Linked DNA regions of Pan troglodytes: region 1 is linked to region 2. Evidence: chromatin contacts called from public HiChIP or PLAC-seq data. All regions are on one chromosome and are shown on one strand. The core of a region is the stretch at or near the end of the contact, and the rest is flanking DNA. Distances in the headings are between cores, read along the strand shown.

Region 1 (3,179 bases), core at 431-2,930, 120 kb after region 2:
CTGGGAGGTGGAGGTTGCAGTGAGCCAAGATTGCACCACCACACTCCAGCCTGGACGACAGAGCAAGAACCTGTCTCAAAAAAAAAAAAAAAAAAAAAAAAAAACTGGTCTCTAATCATCTTCTAGTGTTCCCTATCCAGCTTGAGGGATTCCGTGATAGTGAGTGAATGGTACCACCATCTATTCAACTACATAAGCCAGAAACCTAGGAGTTACCTTTGATTCCTCTCTTCACCCCCTAAAATCAACCCATCACCAAGTCCCACCCATTTTACCTCCTATATACCTCTAGAATCTGTCCAATTCTCTGCAGTTCCACCCATATCTCAGTCCTCACTGACATCTCTGACCAGGATTACTGCATATCCCAAGTGGTCCACATACATCCACTAGGGCTTCCCCAACCCCAGTCTGTTCACACCACTGTGCCTGAGGGATCAAGCCCCCTCCTCCACCACACCCCACTGGGGGAAGACGGCTCAGTGGTATCTCATCCGTTTTAAAATAAAAGCTACAAATTCCTGCAAGGTCTGACCGCTATCACGTACAGCTTCATCTTGTACCATACTCCCTTCATTCTCTTTGTACCAGCCACACTGGCTCTTTGTGCTTTTAGTCATTTTCCTCCCAAGTGCCTCAGGGCTCTGAACAAGTAGTTCTCTATGGAAGGTTCTGCCTTCACCTCTTCACCTAATTAATTACAATACTTCCTGCAGCTACCAGCGCAGGCATCTTTTCCTCTGAAAAACCTTCCTGCTTATTTCAGGCACTCATAGCATCAGGCAGCAGTAGGAGGCATTTCCATGTATTAGTGAGGTCATTGTTTAACGTTTTCCCCACCAGAGTTAAACGCCCTGAGAGTAGGGACCGTGTCCGGTTCACAACATACCCCCAACGCGCTGCTAAATAAATATCAGCAGGACGACTGAGGCAATGACCACGTTCATGGGCATGAGTCTCAAATTTCTCAACAAGACTGTGCTCTGGAGAAGGAGTCGGACATTTCCTTCATCACTGTCTCTCTCAGGGGGGCATACAGTAGGCCCTGATCAAAAACTGCAAAATCAGTGGCAGAAACAAGTCAGCCTCCTCGGCCAAATGGGGCACCGGAGGAGGCTGGGACGCAGGCCTTTCTCCCTGGGAATGCCCGGCACAGGACTGGCCACGATGGGCGCTCTTGAAGAAGGGAGCCGCAGGGGCTGGGTCTTGCCGCCAGAGACCCCAAGGCTCCGCTCCTGCCCCGAAAGGGAGCCCAGGCTACTACTTACCACAGCTGGGGACTCGGGGCCCGCCTCCCACCCCTTGCTATCAGCACCCTCAGCTGAGAAGGGCAGGTTCAGACTGCACAACCGAGGCGTCGCCTCCAGACTCAGGCAGCCACCCACCCCGTTCTTCCTCATACGTACTAGGCGTCAGCTCCAGGTCCCCGAGTCGCGGCGCTGAACTAAACGCCGACCCCAGTCAGCCAGCGCGTTTCCACCCACAAGACCCAGCGCGCCTAGGGCGGTCGCCAGCTCCGTCCACCAATCCTGGTATCGCACTCTCATGACGTCAGAAAGATATGCCCAATAACAAGAGACTATCCGAGGGCGGTGCAAATGGGAATATTGAAAGCCGATTGGTTCTTCCAAGCTGGAAGTTGTGGAGGAAGGACTAAGTTGGAACCAATTGCGTGGCGCCTGAGAGTGTCAGCGCGGTCAGTGGCGGCGCTGAAGAGACCGGTTGCCGCCATGATAGAACAGCAGAAGCGTAAGGGCCCAGAGTTGCCGCTGGTTCCAGTCAAGCGGCAGCGGCATGAGTTGCTGTTGGGAGCGGGGTCTGGCCCAGGAGCCGGGCAGCAGCAGGCGACGCCGGGAGCTTTGCTGCAAGCGGTAAGTGAAGAAGCAGGCGGCCTTTGGCCCTCAGCTCATCTTCCTCCCCTCAGAGCGCTGATCCCCGACACTTTACCGCATTGCGGGGGCAGAACGAGAGTTTCTACGCAGAGTTAAAGCACATAAACACTGTAAAAGCTCCCCATAGCCTGCGAATGCTGCGTACGTGTTCCCCCGTTTGGCGCCCGTTTTCAGCCTCTCGACTGCCCTGAGATAGCATTAGAATTAGAGTTGAGGACCTTGGGCTCAAAACCCTGACCCGGGTTTAAGCATCCTGACTCTAACATGGATCTGGCATAGAATAAAAATTCCGAAGAGTTTGTAGAATGAATGAATGAGGGAGGGAAGAAAAAAGGGAAATGATTTGTGTTGGCTCGTTTTGGGACTTTGGGCAAGTTGCTTTTCCCTTTATTTCTCTGCACTAGTATTATTAGCAACTAAATAGCAGCTAACATTCATTGACTGTTGTACTAAAGTGTTTCGTATATGAAATTTCCATTGATCTTGGTAGCAGCCTGTTAGGAACGTTATTAACCCATTTTGCAGATGGAAAAACAGACTTACCAAGTACGTGATAGAAGCAGATTTCGAACTGAGAAACCATGCTCCTAACTACATTTTTTGTAAGATAGAAATAGTGATCACACTTCTAATGTCCTGTTTAGGCTCAGACGAGGAAATACGAGTGTCCTCACATCTCCTCAATAAATCCTGCTGGCACCGTGCTCAAAATAGGTCTAGAATTGCTACTTCTACCATCTCCATCATTGCCTCATGGCCTAAGCCATTATTATCTCATCTGGCATTTTTGTAGTGGGACCCTAACTGGTCTTCCACTTTCTGCCTTTGTATCAGCGCCTGTTACCAAGCCAATAACCAGAGGAATCCTTCTAAACATCAGATCACATTACACTCTGCAGAAAACTTTCTGGTGGCTTTGTACTTCATCCAGAGTAAAAACCAAAATTCTTGTAATTATTTGCCCTCTTTCCCTTTACCTCTCTTACCAATTTCTTATTGCTCACCTGGCTTCAGTTACACTCTGTTCCAAGCCTCTGCCTCAGGACGTTTGCATTTGCTGTCCTCTCTGTGGGATTGCTCTTCACAAATGTTTACATGGTTTACTATTCAGCTCCTGTGAATATTTGCCCAAATGTAATTTTTTCAGTGAGGATTTTCCTGACCACCCTATTTTAAATTGCAGTGCCACATACTGTGGAACCCACATTGCTTCTCTCTCTCTCTTTTTTTGTTTTTTTGTTTTTAGACAATCTCTCTGTGTTGACCACTGGCTCAGTGCAGCCTCCA
Region 2 (3,236 bases), core at 187-2,686:
CTAATGAGGCGAGATACTCTCTTGCCTCTCTGTGCTGTCTATGCTGATCTCATTCTCAGAAAATGGCTGTAAAGTAAATCTCTAGACCCTCAGCTCTCCCCTACACCCCCTCCTCTCTCTCTCTCTCTCTCTCTCTCTCTCTCACATACACACACACACACACACACACACACACACACACACACACCCGTCAGGGACAAAGGAAAGCGAGTCCCGAGATTCAGCAGCCGCTGCAGCCCCTTCTCCCTCTCAGGGCCTCTTTGTGTGGGGCCAGAGGGGGAGGGGGCTGCCTGAATGAACCTCAGATTTAATGAGGGGAAGAGGGAAGGAGAGGGGGGCTGGGGAAAGGGAAGGGAGAACGGGCCTCCCAGCCGGGGTCTTGCTGGAGCCCCTCCCCTCTGCGGCTGCAGCTACAGAACAGAGGTTGGCCTCCCCACAGGTCCCGAACCCGCGACCGGGCACTCCCCGCGCACACCCGAACCTCCCTCGATTCCTGCTCTCCCAACCCAGAGTTCCGCCAGGTGGTCCGTGACGACCCGCACCCGCCTCACTCGAGGGCAGCTAAGAAAGTCCGGGGCTCCCTCCCCTCCCATCCCAGTCTCCGCGCTGGGGCCCAGATGGTCCGGGGCGAGCTGGGGAAGTGCCTGAGAGGCAGCGCGAGCCAGACTGAGGACGGTAAAGGGGCCGCAGAGAGACTGAGGGACGGACGGGCGGACGGGCAGACGGACAGAAGACAGCAGACGGACAAAGATAGTCGGACGAACGACGGACACAGACAGGAACCAGACAAATACGAACGGACAGGCGGAGCCCGAGCGACAGGAACAGGCGGACTGGCAGGCGGCCAGAGGGGTAGGGCAGGGCACTCGCCAGGAGGGACGGGGCCCGGCCGACCCACACAGAGAACCAGGGCGTCCGGGACGGGGACAGAGGCCACCCCGAGGACCGCCCCAAGTGGGGCGACGAGGGCCCACAGAGCTGCCCCGACCCCGGGCTCCAGGCTCAGTCTCTCCAGGTCCCAGGAGGGCGCCCGCCAAGGGCACTCCCCTCCTGCCCGCGGAAACCCGAGCCGGGACCGCAGCTGCCCGGCGCCTGCCGGCCAGGACTGAGCAGGGGGACGGGGGCAGCGGGATCCGGGTGCCGAGTGAAGGTCCGGGAGGGCGAGCAGGCGGGGCACCGGCCCAGAAAGACAAGTTTGCAGGAAGGAAAAAGAAGAAACTACTCGGAGCAGAACAGAAGAAAGTGAGGGCCCGCAGCAGGAACGGGCGGCGCGCGCGGGCGGGCGCCGGGGTCGGGACTCACGCAGCTGAGCAGGGAGCAGGCTCCCAGGCAGGCCCCCATGGCGGCGGCTCCGGGCTTCGAGCGCCCGGCGCTGGGCGCGGGGAGCGGACCTCGGGATCCGGGTGCCAGGCCTGGCCCCTCCCCGGCCCCGGCCCCGCCCCGGCCCCGCCCCACCTACCGAAGCCGCTCGACGCTTTCCGGCGGCGCTCGGGGCCTCCCCAGACTCACCTGGGGCAGGTGCGCCAGGAGGGACCCTAGGGAAGGGGGCGGTCGGGGATTCCCGCGGCCACGCGAGCGGCGCAACCTGACCCAACCGTGGCCCGGGCTCGCATCCTGCTCCAAAGTGAGCGTTCGGAAATCGACCTCGGTTTGAGCCCGTGTGACCTCAGGACACTGTCACCCTTGGGAACAGAAGCCAAGAGGTGGTCACCGCTGACTCCTCAGTGCTTGGCGCAGGGCGTCTGCTCAATACGTAGATGCTGAGGTTGAATGCTGAACGACTGGATAAAGAAACTTCGGCAAGTCACTGCACCTCTATGAGCCTCAGTTTCCCGGTCTGTAAAGTGAGGATACATACCTCACAGGGTGGTTACAACACATGGTAGGTGCTTGACAAATGTAAGCCCCCATCGTCACTGTTTTCTTCTTCCTTTTTAAGAGACAGGGTCTTGCTCTGTCACCCAGGCTGGAGTGCAGTGGTGCAAACATAGCTCACTGCAGCCTCGACCTCCTGGGCTCAAGTGATCCTCCTGCTTCGGGCTCCTGAGTAGCTGGGACTACAGGTGCATGCCACCATGCCCACCTACTGCTTCTTCTAAGACCCCAGCCTCTCACTCTAAACCCATCCTCCCTTCTCTCCATCTGTTCTTCAAACTCCACTGACTCCCAACAGCCTGCTGGGAGCTACACACTCCCTACAGCCACCCCTGCTTGGTGGCTTATCACTCCCTAGGGATGCCCAAACTGGTCCCTAGCTAAGGAGGTCAGAAGGCGGGGAGGGGCGGCCACATTCCTGACAGATGGCTTTCCAGGGGTAGGTGTGAGAGACCCAGAAGTAGGGCTCTGTAATTAGTCTCCCTTCACCCTTAGCCCTGTCCTCAGCCACCTCTGGACAAGATAATGTTAGGGAAAGAAGTCTCTGTGCCTCGAAGCTGGCCCCAGGGCCAAAGAGCTGGTTGACTGCATCCTTGGCTGATTCACTGGGCGCCAGGCTTAGCCATTAATTGCACCAGGACTGTTCCACAAACACACCTTACACTTTCCCTCCTCCGCACTTTTGCCCACACAATGCCCTCCTCTTTTTTTTTTTTTTTTTTTTTTTTGAGACAGGGTCTCACTCTGTCACCCAGGCTGGAACACAGTGGCCCAATCATGGCTCACTGCAGCTTCAACCTCCTGGACCCAAGTGATCCTCCCACCTCAGCCTCCCAAGTAGCTGGGACCACCAGTGTGTACTACCACACCCAGCTAATTTTTTAAAAATTTTGTGTAGAGATGAGGTCTCCTTATGTTGTCCAGGCTAGTCTCGAACTCCTGGGCTTAAGCAATCCTCCTGCCTTGGCCTCCCAAAGTGCTGGTATTACAGATGTGAGGCACTGCACCTGGCAGATACCCTCCTCTTAAAGGTCCTTCTCCTTATCCCTCTTTCTCCCCTTTGAAGCTTGCTCACATGCCATACCTCTCAGTGAAGAGAGCCACCACCCTCACCCCCAACCCACTACCTGGTTCCATTAGGAATGAACATCCTCCTGATTCCCCCAAGCCTCCAAACAATATGGGCCTCCCTTATGGCCTCACAAACAACCTGAGCACATGCCCAACTTTCCCCCATGGTACCATTTGAGCCCCACAACAGCCCTGAGAAGTCGATTAATTCCCCACCCACTCGTTTACAGATGAGGAAACCGAGAAACAAAGAAGTAGTGACACGCGAAATGTAAATCAAGCGTCGAATA

Evidence for each region. HiChIP or PLAC-seq counts read pairs in DNA pulled down with a chosen protein or histone mark.
Region 1: an H3K4me3 HiChIP or PLAC-seq map of stem cell-derived excitatory neurons shows a contact between it and region 2, with 3 times the contacts expected there. The contact joins the promoter of ZCCHC17 here to the promoter of SERINC2 in region 2.

The regions. Positions count from the first base shown.
Region 1 is chr1:199,680,821-199,683,999 of NHGRI_mPanTro3-v2.0_pri, forward strand. ZCCHC17 (zinc finger CCHC-type containing 17) reads right to left here and starts at 1,681. Exons shown (of 8, transcript XM_001158971.6): 1 at 1,407-1,681. It overlaps SNRNP40 (small nuclear ribonucleoprotein U5 subunit 40), which reads left to right and starts at 1,731. Exons shown (of 10, transcript XM_003307937.6): 1 at 1,731-1,871. The coding sequence starts at 1,731.
Region 2 is chr1:199,564,673-199,567,908 of NHGRI_mPanTro3-v2.0_pri, forward strand. SERINC2 (serine incorporator 2) reads right to left here and starts at 1,437. Exons shown (of 10, transcript XM_016957919.4): 1 at 1,303-1,437. The coding sequence starts at 1,341.